Linked DNA regions of Mus musculus: region 1 is linked to region 2. Evidence: chromatin contacts called from public Hi-C data. All regions are on one chromosome and are shown on one strand. The core of a region is the stretch at or near the end of the contact, and the rest is flanking DNA. Distances in the headings are between cores, read along the strand shown. Region 1 overlaps Pde4d (phosphodiesterase 4D, cAMP specific). Region 2 overlaps Pde4d (phosphodiesterase 4D, cAMP specific).

Region 1 (7,272 bases), core at 1,744-4,243, 280 kb after region 2:
ATTTCTGTAGTCACACAATGAAGAATTGGGGTGGATATGTAGTTACTGATCAACAGAGATATCCAGAGAGCATCCTCATTTTAAGAGTGTTCAGTCCTCCCTTTAAGACAGTCACTTAGTTTGCAAGCAAGATTCTTGGTTCACAAGCTTGATTCTCAATCACATTTTACTCGCAAACTTAGCAAAAATATAAAGCCCCAAGTCTTGTCCTGCTTTAAGGAGCCTATGCCTATATATTCTGAATTAACTTCAAGCTGATTATGACAGTACAAAGTTTGTAAATCCTGATCTAGGAATCGTCTCCCAACCTTGAAAATCTCCATAGTTGATGTTCCCTAGACAAGGCAAAGTTACTAAGTACTGATTAAAAAAAAAAAAAAAAAAGAATGATACTTAGGATTCTTCCATATCTGGAAAGAACCATCAATATTTCTAGCTTTTATTAAGCATTTGTCTTATTTAACTCATTACTGTAAATATAGTCTCATTTAAAAATAATCATAAGATACTGAAAAATAATGAGTACTATTCTGTACAGAGGAGACAGAAGATTTAGGTAGGGCTAAGTAGTAGGGAACAATCCATTAAAAACCAATAATCTGGGCTGGAGTGATGGATCAGTGGTTAAGAGTACTAGCTGGTCTTCCAGAGGTCCTGGGTTCAATTCCCAGAAACTACATGGTGGCTCACAACCATCTGAAATGGGACCCAATGCCCTCTTCTGGTGTGCCTGCAGACAACAACAATGCACTCTACTCATATACACTAAATAAGTCTTTTAAACAATCATCTATGGGAATTATGTCAAACTGAAAATTCTGCAAATAGGGAATATGGCAAATGGTTTCTGTGAACGTAAAAGAGTTCCTGGACTTTAATTTTACGCTATGAACAAATCAAAGTCTTTTAAACACAACGGAAGTTATAGATAAAAGAAAATGTTCCTCGGTCCCATGGAAGTAGCCAACTGGCAATGAGAAGCAGGTCAGATTGGAATCATTCTGATTAACCTGGAGAAAAGGATCATAAACCGTTTGACCGTTACCATCTGCAAAGGTAGGGGTTTTAGGTGGAGTCATGGTACTACAGTTTGGGGAAGGAAATGGATGGGAAACACTTCCTTGAAATGGTTCCTGATGTTAACAAGGCTAAGAATGGTAAGGAATAAAAACCCAATTATGCTCCAGAACATTTTATTATTTTCTTTCTGTTCACATTTGGGAAGATACTGGCTCAATTCTCCTCTAGGAAATAGAATATACTTTCATCATTGTCACACTTGTGTCTTCCAAGGGAGGTGTGCTTAGTCATGTACAGTTTACATTCTTCATGGGGGAAACAGTGCTTCAGAGACATTTGCCTCCTTCCTCTCGGGACCTCCTTTCTCAGAGTCTGTGCATGGTCCAAATGTGAGCAAAATGCCCAAGGCTAAGGACTGAAGGAAAGGGACATTTCCAATCATGAGTAGCCATTACAGCTGCTCCAGGGGTCTTGTGTCCTGTGTCCAGCATTAAACTATTGCCATTTCCAGAAGAAGATGTTTGTGTATTTCATGGGCTGTTCTTACTTGTGAGCAAAGGACATCTAACTTCACTATCTTCTCTACTGCCGTTTACCTCACAGCAGCTCTACCGAGCAGTCACTGTGTAGAGGTGGTTGGGTTTTCAACACGCTGAAGCTTCCTGATTCTAAATACTCTCGTACACATTCAACCATGTTATGACTTTCTGCAGGGAACAGAATGATTAAGCTGCCGATGAGTTACTGTGAGACCTAAGTATCTGACAACTAACGGGTAGTACCATGGTGACTTCTGCAGTGACAAATGGTAGAATGAGTCGTCAGGAGCTGGCATATGATCTTTCAGTGATACAACAATCTCAAAGAAAGTACGTGAAATGTCCTCACAGTGCTATGAAATTACCTTAACGTTTAAAAAATTTTTGATATTGAAGGAAAAATGCTAATTCTAGGAGATAGAAGTTGCACACGGACTGTAGCATCAAAGGTGACTGTTTCTGTGAAATGATGGCAACAGCAGGTTTTTAAATTCTTTGGTAATAGAGCTAGGGTCTATGAAATGTGGCAGGAAAGCAAAACTGCAGCCAAGCTCGGAAGCTAGCAGCCCCTAAAGATAACCAGACATCTGTGACCAGGCTTAAGTTTGGTCAGAGAGCTCAGCTGGACTTTCCTAATCATAAGACTGTTCATCTTGATTCCCAGCTACCTCTCCTCTCCAGGACCAAAACACTAGCTGGAGTATGTCCAGAAGGAAACAGTGAGCAATTTTCCTTCTGTAGGAAAGATTCACAGAATATTTAATCCTATGGCAGAGAAATAGACTAAATTAATCTAAAATATTAGATCTTCGTGCAGATCCATTTTTTGTAGCTACACACAGACACAACGTTCCTTGCAACTTTGACAGGTAGCATCCCTTTTCTTTGGAAGCCTGCATCCTGCGACTCATTTTCAACAAGCTCTGAGAACCAGCCAGAAATCATCAAATCCATTTCTGTGAGAGGAGAGGACTTAGTCAAGCGTCGAAGAGCAAACCTCAGGGCAGTGGGGAGCAGAGAGGGAGGGAGGCGCGGGCACAGGGAGGGGAAGGATCCAGAGAGCAGGTCTGACTCCTGACTGGCTGGAGTGCTTTTGGAGAAAGTCAGAGCTCCAGCTGGTCAGTCGGGAGCTGTCCAACTTTTCAGCAGCTCTGAGATCCAGGTTCAGGTGCCCGGACTCAAGAGAAGGCTACTGCTGCGAAGAGCAGATTCTATAGAGCTAGCTGCCAACAGTCCCTAATCTCAGCGGAGGAACGAAGAGAAAAGAGAGGGGAAAAAGAAACCGACCATCAGAGAAGCCTCGCCTGCCAATCTTGGTTACTTGGGAGCATCCAGCGCGCCTTTCTGCCTCTGCTACGGAGCAAGGATCCCTGTGGCGATCGCTCCCGCTAACAGAGCCCCCTCTCGGTGGCCAGGAGCCTCTGACCGCTACAAGTCGGAAGCTGAGCCCAGCCTCTGGCGCCTCGGCAAGCGGCGGCAGCAGGAGCCGGGAGGCGCTCAGGCTGGTGTGGTGGACCCGGCGGGGCAGCGGGGCACAGAGCCGGCCAGGATGGAGGCAGAGGGCAGCAGCGTGCCGGCCCGGGCGGTCAGCGAAGAGGGCAATGACAGCGCTGGCGGGGCCGCTCTCAAAGCCCCTAAGCATCTCTGGAGGCACGAGCAGCACCACCAGTACCCGCTCCGGCAGCCCCAGTTCCGCCTCTTGCACCCCCATCACCACCTGCCCCCGCCGCCGCCACCCTCGCCCCAGCCCCAGCTGCAGCCACCGCCACCGCCCCCACTGCCACCACCCCCGCCACCACCCGGAGCTACCCGTGGTCGCTACGCCTCAAGCGGGGCCAGCCGCGTCCGGCACCGCGGCTACTCGGACACCGAGCGCTACCTGTACTGCCGTGCCATGGACCGCACCTCCTACGCGGTGGAGACAGGTCACCGGCCGGGCCTGAAGAAATCTAGGATGTCCTGGCCCTCGTCTTTCCAGGGACTCAGACGGTGAGTAGAGAGCGCCCCTCCCCCACTCAGGGAAAGGGTCACCTCCCCTCTTCTCCCACTCTGTCTGTTAACCAGTCACCACCAATCTTGGAATCCAGGGTCAAATTCAAGAAACTCAGGGAGGGTGAGCAGGGGCGTGTCTGTCCTTGCCCTAGAAGATATAATGCAGGTGTGTAATAGACGTGAAAGTAAAGTATAATCGTTCAGTGGTGTGTGTGTGTGTATGTGTGTGTGTGTGTGTGATGTGTTTTACCGGTTTATTGGTTTATTTGAGCCATGCACCTCCCTCTCCCCGCTCCTCCATCCCACCCCAGCAGTAAGATGAAACCTAATTCAGTTTGTTTCTAGTAGAGGGAGGGAGGGTGAAGGCGCGAAAGCTGGGGGTGGGGGAGGCTGCAGTGCAACCTTGGAAACCACCCATAAATCTGTCCACTCACCCCAGAAAGGAGGGATCAGCCAGGCAGATCTGACCAGAGAGTGCACACACAGGGTGTGGAAGACAGTTTGCTCGCTGCTCGCTCGCAGGGTTGCAGCACATACAGCCTGAGCACAACTCTTGTCAAGTCCAGAAGTAAATTGAACAGCAAAGGGGAGAACAAACACGTGGGTGACTTGGAGAGTTTGGAGCAAAATGTTCAGCAATCCTTAGGAGAGAGCGAGAAGGAGGAGGGATGGAAGCGAGGATGTTGTGGGAGTTACTGTGTCCGTGTGTGTCCGTGTGTGTGTATGTATGTGTGTGTGCGTGCACGCGCGCATACAACCAGAATGTGATGGATCGGTGGTCCCTGAACCATCCTCGAAAGAAAGCGCCTCATTTTAGTAGCAAGCAAGAGATAGAGATGTGATTATAGTGATTTCCCCTTAACATAAAGTGCTCCGGAAGACAGGGTAGGGAAACTACATGTCAGCTCAGAGTTTTAATAGATGCTGCGGAAAGAGTAGTGTAAAGGACAATTACAGTGGTTGAGCAATCACCTCATTCTTAACTCAAGGGTGGAGGTGGGTTTTGGTCCTATTTGGCCCTAAGGCCGTGGATCCCTTCCCACACACACACACACACACACACACACACACACACACCAGGGAGGGAGGAGAGAGAGAGAGAGAGAGAGAGAGAGAGGAAGAGGAAGAGGGAGAGGTGAATTTTACATACATGCACACACAAGAGTCACACAAGGGTTCTAGGAATTTCTATTCCTTTCCACGTTTGTTGGCAAAGGGAACAGTCATCTAGTCTTAGATGGGGTGGCCATTGATACCTCTACATCAAGCCCCCACACTGGACCATGGGTCTTTGTACACCAGAGCTGGTTGTGTAAACAGAAAAAGATGGGGCTGGGATTATTTGTGTAGCTCTTACTGACAATAGGTTGGATTAATAGGGAAGTAATAATGATTTTTTTCAACCGTATGCTTGTGTGAGGCTGTGCACTTGTGAATATGTCTCCCCATGTACTGTATTCCCTATGAAACAAGACCATCTAGCCAATCAGCTTCCTAACCTTCACTTGCCAGCATTCTCTCAGCTGGCATATATCACTTGGCTGTTTTCCTTCCTTGCTTCCTTGGATACCTTGTTGATGACACTGTATCTGTTGGAGTCAAAAGATGAGAACCATAGCTAATCTCAATTTAGCTCATTTTAAGGTTAATGATGGATGTTGATTACAGAGCTTAATAAATCAATATGCAAGCTTCATCTCTGTAGCTCATAATGTTCAATCACACATGTAGTTTCATTCTTTAATTGAAGAGGTAAACATGCTCCCAGTGGCTGAGCATCAGGCCATATGGGCCCATGACAGCAGTGTAGAGGCAAGGATATTACTTGACCTATTAATACAAAAGATGCAGTAATGAGCCCTTAATAAATATTTAAGAAGAACTTTCTAGCTTAATATGTAGGTTGGTTACTTTTGTAAAATCTCCTGATTGACTACATGATTTTAATAAAATAGATTTGTTTGGGGAGAGTGGAGCTGAGAAAAATAAGCAACGTGGGATGGAAGCATCGCATCACTGATTTGAGTTTAATTTTAGCTATTCTCTATACATTGATGGATTGTTATATCGGAAATTCCTTAGTTGAATGGTTCAGATAAATCTAAGATGTATAACATTTATATGTTGTTCCTACTGTGGCTCATATGATATATTATTGCCATTTTACTTAGGGATTCATGACTTTAAATTCTTTATATCACTTGCTGCATATTTCACACACGTTCACACACTGAATGAATTCTTTCTTGAATAAAACTCATTTTGCAAATGAATGTGTTTCCAAGAGGTCATGGGTATTAGTTTCATTATTTAGAGAAAGTGATAACAATGCTTTCAAATTATTAAGGAAGTTTCCTGTCTAGAAGACATGGAAGAGTAGGCTTTTCCAACAATGCTAACATCAACAACATTATCTCCACTTTATAGACGAGAATACTGGGCCCTCAAGGATGTATGTAATTTATTTGGCATCACATAGAGTAGACAGGCCAGAATTGAGACAGAAATGCAGGTCTCCTGACTCAGCTAAGGCCCTGCTGAAATAAATGTGCGTGGTTCCTGGCAACAGTTGACAGCATCAAGAATATGTGAAACTGTACATGAAATTTATATCCATGTATACTACAGGGTATACATCCAGATAAACAAAAGGAGAGATATTTACATCATTCAGAAAATGACAACATACACATTTGGAAGCAATGAACGCTTTTAACTTTTATTCTCAACTTGTCCTGTCCAAAGTAACTTGTTGTCCATTATCTTGCAGGGCAAACTCTGTCTTAATTGACATTCATATGAATTAGTGTTTGGAGACATTAAGACTGATGAAAACATTTCAGTTTGTTTTCCCTTTTCTTCTAGAAGAGAACCAAACAAAAAAGTGCATACACACACATACGCACACGCACAGGCACAGGCACAGACACGCGCACACGCGCGCGCGCGCCACACACACACACACACACACACACACACACACACACACACTATGATCTAGATGGGGTTTAAATTATCTGTGAAGATGAATGCATGAGAAAAGCCTCATGAATGTCTGGAAGAATGATTGCCTATGGGTTATGAAAATGATATGGCTCTGAAACTCTATCTGTGGCATGGACAGCAGCATGTCCAGATGTTATTATCTCTGCTGCAGTTTTGAGATTTGCTTATAATATCTACAGCAATGGCAAAGATGTATTTGGTTTTAATGAAGAAATTTATATCAACAGGAAAGAGATCGGTCTCAGACATTGATGGTCAATTCTTTTGATTTCCTGGAAAATGAGAATGTGTCAAATATATTTTTATTAAGATCTATCTAACAAGGTAGATTTATTTATAAACATCAATATAGGAGAAAGTTGGAAGAGCAAAATTTCCAAGTAAGTGAGTCTGTGTGTTATCATGAGAACAAAATGAAATATGAAAACAATGTTAAAACACCCTTTAAAATACCAGATTTTATCATTTCAACTAATAAGCCTTCAAATTCACGGCAGCCATTTACCTTAACTGACAAAAGCTTTTTCTTTGACTTCTCTTTATAGAAAAAAAAAAAACAACTGTTTTCATCAGCAGCAATGTTTATTTCCAATCTTTGAAATAGCTATAAATTCTTAGTAAAGAATGAGGCTTGGAGATTTAAACATGATAGGTGATTTTTTCGATTCTGTAAAAAAAAAAAAAATGTTCTAGGTGGCAGAGATGTAAATATCAT
Region 2 (6,507 bases), core at 1,183-3,682:
AGCTTGAAATCAGGGATGGTGTTACCTTCATAAGTTTTTTTTTTTTTTTTTTTTTTTTTTTTTGTACAGGATTGTTTTAGCTACTCTGGGTTTTTTTTTGTTTTTTGTTTTTTGTTTTTTTTTTGTTTTTTTTTTTTTTGTTTGTTTGTTTTTCCGTATGAAGTTGAGAATTGTTCTCTCAAGGTCAGTATAATAATTGTATTGAAATTTTGATGGAAATTACATTGAATCTGTAGATTGCTTTAGATAAGATTGCTATTTTTACTGTGTTCATCTTACCCATCTATAAGCATGGGAGATCTTTCCATCTTCTGATATCTTCTTCAATGTCTTTCTTCAGGGACTTGAAATTCTTGTCATACAGATCTTTCATTTACATGGTTAGAGTTACCTCAAAATGCTTTATATTAGTTGTGGCTATTGTGAAGAGTGTTGTTTTCATGATTTCTTTTTCAGCCTGTTTATCATTTGTATTTAGGTGGGTTACTGAGTGTTTTGAGTTAATCTTGTATCCAGCCACTTTGCTGAAAGTGTTTATCAGCTGTGGGGGTTCCTTGGTAGAATTTTTGGTGTAACTTATATATACTATCATGTCATCTGCAAAAAATACTTCAACGTCTTCCTTGAGTTGTCTTATTGCTCTAGCTAGAACTTCAAGTTCTATATTGAATAGTTATGGAGAGACTGGACAACCTTGACTTGTTCCTCGTGTTAGTAGAATCGCTTAGTTTCTCTCCATTTATTTTGACATTTCACCCCTTTTAAAAAACTGAAATTTGAATGCAAGCAACCACCTTGTGAATTGTTCACATAAAATATTTTTAAATGTTTTACTTAGAGATATATGTCCTGTATGTATAAAGCATTGATTTTTAGTGGTGGTGGATAGATGGCTCACTGGGTCCTGTGGTTGCCACATTAGGGTGAGGGTGTGAGTTCAGATCCTCAGTGTCCATATAAAAGTCTGGGTGGAGCAGTACACAACTGTAATCCCAGTGTTGGAGGGAAGGAAATTTGTAGATCCCCTTATCTCACTGGCTAGCCTGGTTAACTGAATTAATGAGCTCCAGGCTCACTAAGGGATTCTGTCTCAAAAGGTAAGGTGGAAAGATCGAAGACGATACCTGATGTCAGCTTCTGACCTCTACATCCCTGTAGGCACCATGGACCCATGCAAGTGTTTATCCTCAGAAAGAAAAAGGAGAAGGTGAATAGATATTCAGAGATTTCAGATCAGGCACAGGAAACTCAGGTGTATAATATCATCAAATAACTCATTGTTCAATTTTTTTTTTCTAGAACAATTGAGAAGCTTGAGTTCTCTGAAGTCTCAGAATTTTTTTTTTTTCTTCTGCTTAGTGCTGTGCTAGGAAACAGTTTCCATAAGGGAGACTCCTGCAGCATTTAAGGTAATCTGGAAGGATTTTTACTTTGGAGTCAGTTAAGCACTTATTAGCATAAGATTAAAGATGGCAAAAACTAGAACTGATCTGCAGGTGATTTCAAATCTCGTGTTATACTGCAAATCTTCTTTTTTTTCCCCCCCACTAAGAAGAATCTGTTCAAGTGCTAGTTTTGGCAGGAAAAAAAAAAAAAAGCAAAGCAAGCTGAGAGGGTTGGGATGCAGAGGTCAGCATTTGCCTTAAGAAATAGCTGGATGTGATTTCCTTTATACTGAATGATGCCAAGATTGGACCTGTTTCAATGGCACGAATTGAATATTGTGTGGTTTGTCTAGCTTTTAAATTGAAGGGCATTTATGATTGCTACTATGGACTGCCTTTCCATGGAGGGTTCTGGGATGCCTGATGACTGGAGGGAGTCACATTCTCTGCCTTTGGAAACTTTCCTTTTATCATCTCAGGGAATGGCCACATCGCCTCCATAGATAAAAAGGCAGGCCAGGATGGACCCATTTCAAATATTACAATGCCAGAATATGAAAGGAGAATCTTCTCCAAGGGGGAAGCAGGTGTTGATACTAGAGACAAAGGGGCATGTTGCCAGCTTGAAAGCATAGCAGAATGTACTGAGGAGTGAGAAGTGGTAGGTTGCCCAGCAGAGCAAGCTGTCACTGTGGAAGGTCCTGCAAGGCTTGGGAGTGGCACCCCACAGGCTGGCAGGGCAAAGGCAAACAGTGCATCTGACAGTTGCTTGCATGTTAGGTACAAAGCATGCATCTGGCTTCTGAAGACCTGGCCTGGTGGCCACCGCAGCCTCCAAGATGATCAGCTCTGCAATGGTTGGAGCTCTGAGGATGCAGCTAATAGTGGGGGGATAGGATGAATTCCAGGGTTAAGTCCAGAATACAAAGTGACTAATACCCATCTACCCCTACAATATTTAACGATGCTTACTATATATCAAGGAATGCGCAGGATCTCTCACGCAGCTCCACGACTTCTGTTCTTATAGTCTACAACGCTGAAGCTATCACTTTCTTTACTTATTGTGGGAAACTGAGTCATGATTAGATTAAGAGTCTGAGCAGTGAGTTCAGTCTAGGCATTCTGTCTCAAAAGCCTGTGGTTAACCACCATGCTAACTCACCCACAATCATAAAAGGCAACAAAATCAGCAGCCTATTGGAAAAGGTGTGGTATCTCATCTCTCTTTGAGATATTAAGGACTATCATCTAATTTACCCTAGGGTTAGCTCTGCCTTTTGTAGAGGCAAGCACTGCTTGCATCCTACACTTAGAAGGACTAAATAATAGACATTATCTACTAGCGCCATGTCTGGCAATGATGTTGGTCCTCCTCTCACTCTTCCTTTCATTAAGAAATCCCTGTCTAGGGGATAGGATTGTTCCCTGGAAAAGAGCTTGGTCAAGCTTGAGAATAATGCTACAGACCATGGAGGGAGGTCCTAACCCACCTGGAGGCTTCATAGCACTTACCCATGACCAAGCAGGTTGTTCTAGTCTTTAGATTTATTGGGGGAAAAGGGCTGGTCAAGAGTATTTATATATTATAAATTCAGTCAATGACATCTGACATGTTAGAGATATAAACAAATGTTCCTTCAAGAGCAATAAGCGACCAACTCAAGAAGTATGTTTTGATAAACATGTTAATCATGTGTTGCTTTAAAATTATTTTCCTTCCATTAAATTTGCTAGCATGCAGGAGAACTAACCAATGAGTTTAAACTTTTAATTTCTATAATTATGCTTAAATCTTGGATTCTACTACACAGCATCTGCTAGTAGTCTGAAGAATTCTGTCCCCAGACAAGTCATGTCTAGTCTGCAGTGTCTTTCATACCAGAAACATCAACCCAACCACAGCTAAGAAATTCCACAATCATTTTTTTGACCAAATTCATAATTTTCTTTTTATTGATGTGTTACAGAATACTAATTTTAACAGCCTTACCGAGGGATAATTGCTGTATAAATATTATGTGTTTGCTGTATTCCATTTGATGAGTTTTGACATATGCCAGTCAACTATTTGATTTTTTTTTAGCTACAAACTACATTCAAAGCTGTAGCTATACATACTTGAAAATTTTAAGTACAAAAAATTTTTATGACTCAAGTAGTATGTGGTCACTTTAGAAAACTTTTGTCCTAGCAGTCATAGAAGTAACGACAAAGAACCCACCCATAACTTCAGAGCTAAATATAGTTAAATCACAGTTCACATTCATTCTATAATCTTCAGGGCTTTTTCGTTTGTTTGTTTGTTTGTTTGTTTGTTTTTATGACACTGGGGATCATCCTCGAAGCCTTGAACAGACTCCCCCGGGGCACCCTACCATAGAGCCACATCTCCAGCTCCATGGTGTTTTGAAACATATCTTACTCTACAACCCAGGCTACTTTGGATCTCTCTATGGAGCCCACACTGGCCTCAGATTTGTGGTCCTTTTGTCTCAGTCTCTGGAGCACCTAGAATACAGATATTCACTGCCATACCCAGATTGTTGTCTGTGTATTCTGCAGAAATGGGCTCTTGACTTTAAACCTACTGTCTTCACTCAGCCTTTCTATTATGAACATCTTAATTCTATGCATTTTTATCCTTCTTTGTAACAGTCTCTTCCTATTCTATGGCATCTTACTGCAATATTAACTTGGTAGTCCTCCACCTTCTGGTATTGTGTTGGTTCACTACATGTTTTTCCTTTTATGGGACCTGTGTCCCTTGTCATTTGTCATCTCTGCCTCCATCTGTGTGTTCTCCTGCCATGCTGATTCAAAGGGTCAGCATGTTTATCACGCTTCTGATATGCCTGCCAAAGACCTGTCCAGAAATATTGTCCCAATTATACTCCCACTGGCAGAAAACGAGCACCCTAACATTGGGTGTTATCATTTTAATATGTGACCCGACAGACAAAAGAAAGCAGCCTTTGATTTAATTTTTATCTATTTGCTTACTAGTGATACTGAAATTTTCATACATTTGACATTTTAATTTTGTACCTTTTTCTTAATTTTCCTGTGCATAACCTTCCCCCACCTCTCAGTTTCTTGGGACATTTTCATTTTTCTAACCGAATTTTAAGAGTTTTTCATGCTGTAATTGTGTAAGATGTTAGAGTGCTTTTGCCAATTGGTAAAAACATCCTCAACGGTTTCTTTTTAAGCTTTAGAAAATTTATGTGGCCAAGCAGTGATGGTGCATGTCTTTAATCCCAGAACTCGGGAGAGAGGCAGAAGCAGGTAGATCTCTGAGTTTGAGGCCAGCCTGGTCTACAGAGTGAATTCCAGGACAGCTAGGGCTACATGGAGAGAACCTATCTCATAAGGCCAAATAACGGTGGTAGTAGTACTACTAGTAGTAATAGTATGTGAATTATGTTTATATGTATAGGTATTGTTCTTGCATGTAGTATGTATACCATGTTTTTTTTCCTGTTACTAACAGAATAGAAAAGAGCACTGAAGTCCTGGAACTGGAGTGACAGATAGTTGTGAGCTATCATGTAAGTGTTAGAAACTAAACCCAGGTCCCCAGGCAAGAGCAACATGTGCATCAAATGCTTTTAACCAATGAGTCACCTTTCCAGCCCCGAACTCTCACAATTTTTGATAGAGTTTTCATGCAAAATTCATGATGTTCTTGTTTTTAATAGCTGAATAGTATTCCATCATATAAATGAGCCACATTTTTCTGTATCTATTCTTTGGTTCTAGTTTCTGACTATGACAAATAAGGCTGCTATGAACACAGTGGAGCATGTATCCTTATGGTATGGTGGAGCATCTTTTGGGTATATGCACAGTAGCCTTATAGCTGGGTCTTCAGGTAGAACTATTTCCAATTTTCTGAGGAATCACAAGATTACTTTCCAGGGTGGTTATATCGGTTTGCAATACCATCAGCAACAGAGGAGTGTTCCTCTTTCTCTATATCCTTACCAGCATGTGATTGAGGTTTTGATCTTAGACATGGTGAGTTGTATAAAGTAGAATCTCAGGGTCATTTTGATTTGCATTTCCCTATGACTAAAGATGCTGAACATTTCTTTAAGTGTTTCTCAGTCATTTAAGTTTCCTATGTTGAGAATTCTCTTCCTGTCTAAAAAAAAAAAAAAAAAAAAAAAAAAAAAAAAAAAAAAAAGACTAGGAAAAAAATGAAGCAAAGACTAAAGAAATGGCTGTGCACTGAATGGCCCAACTTGGGATCCAGTCTATGGGCAGACACCAAACCTGACCCTATTAGCAATTTTATGTTGTGCTTGCAGACAGGAGCTTATCATGACTGTCCTTGGAAAGGCTCTACCAGCAGCTGAGACAGATGCAGATACTTAGAGCCAACCATTGGGCTGAAGTCATGGATCCTATGGAAGAGTTAGGGGAAGGACTAAAGGAGCTGAAGGGGATAGCAACCCCATAGGAAGAACAACAGTGTTAACTAACCTGGACCTCTAGGAGCTCCTAGGGACTAAGCCACCAACCAAAGAGCATACACAAAATCAGGCTGGTCAGCAGCACATATGTAGCAGAGGACTCCCTTGTCTGTCCTCAGTGGGAGAGGATGAAACTAATCCTATAGAGACTTGATTTCCCAAAGAAGGGGTATGCCCAGTGTGTGTGGGTCTTCTCAGAGGCTAAGGGAAGAAGGAATGGGGTGAAGAACTCTGAGAGGGGGGCTAGGAAGGAGGCAACATTTGGGATGTAAATAAATAAAATTATTAATTTAAAAGAGTATCTGTGTTATTTTCTTAAAGTACTTCCATGGCTTCATTTACAAACTTTTACAAAAAACATTTACAAAAGTTTTGAAGACAGAGGAAATTTTATTTGAAATGATGTTAGGGAGACAATTTTGAGATTTTGTTTTGTTTTGATTATGATTGTCAAATTGGGCAAATACAATGATTGATTAACCTGTGATGAATATACTGATAAATTATTATTCCTACTAAATAGAAAATTCTCTCTCTCTCTCTCTCTCTCTCTCTCTCTCTCTCTCTCTCTCTCTCTCACACACACACACACACACACATCTATTTTTCTGATATATTCAATTTCATTTTCTTTTATCTGAATG

Evidence for each region. A called contact is a pair of places that touch in the nucleus more often than the background predicts.
Region 1: a contact with region 2 is called in a Hi-C map of cerebellar granule neurons, with 3 times the contacts expected there. The contact joins two enhancer-like sites. A contact is called at or near these places in 1 of 15 datasets of contacts at CTCF or cohesin (the NIH/3T3 cell line) and 5 of 484 Hi-C or Micro-C datasets (cerebellar granule neurons, cerebellum and cortical neurons).

What each region holds. Positions count from the first base shown.
Region 1 is chr13:109,113,533-109,120,804 of GRCm38.p6, forward strand. The region is part of intron 3 of Pde4d (phosphodiesterase 4D, cAMP specific); the gene reads left to right. Among named protein-coding and RNA genes, the nearest start is that of Mir582, 210 kb to the right of the region's middle. Within about 2 kb of position 2,994, at least 75 of the 459 cell types and tissues checked have an H3K27ac peak or open chromatin away from gene starts, as enhancers often do. A contact at or near this core is called in cerebellar granule neurons and cerebellum, where this site is marked.
Region 2 is chr13:108,832,314-108,838,820 of GRCm38.p6, forward strand. All of the region lies in intron 1 of Pde4d (phosphodiesterase 4D, cAMP specific), which reads left to right. Among named protein-coding and RNA genes, the nearest start is that of Pde4d, 180 kb to the left of the region's middle. Within about 2 kb of position 2,433, at least 7 of the 459 cell types and tissues checked have an H3K27ac peak or open chromatin away from gene starts, as enhancers often do. A contact at or near this core is called in cerebellar granule neurons and cerebellum, where this site is marked.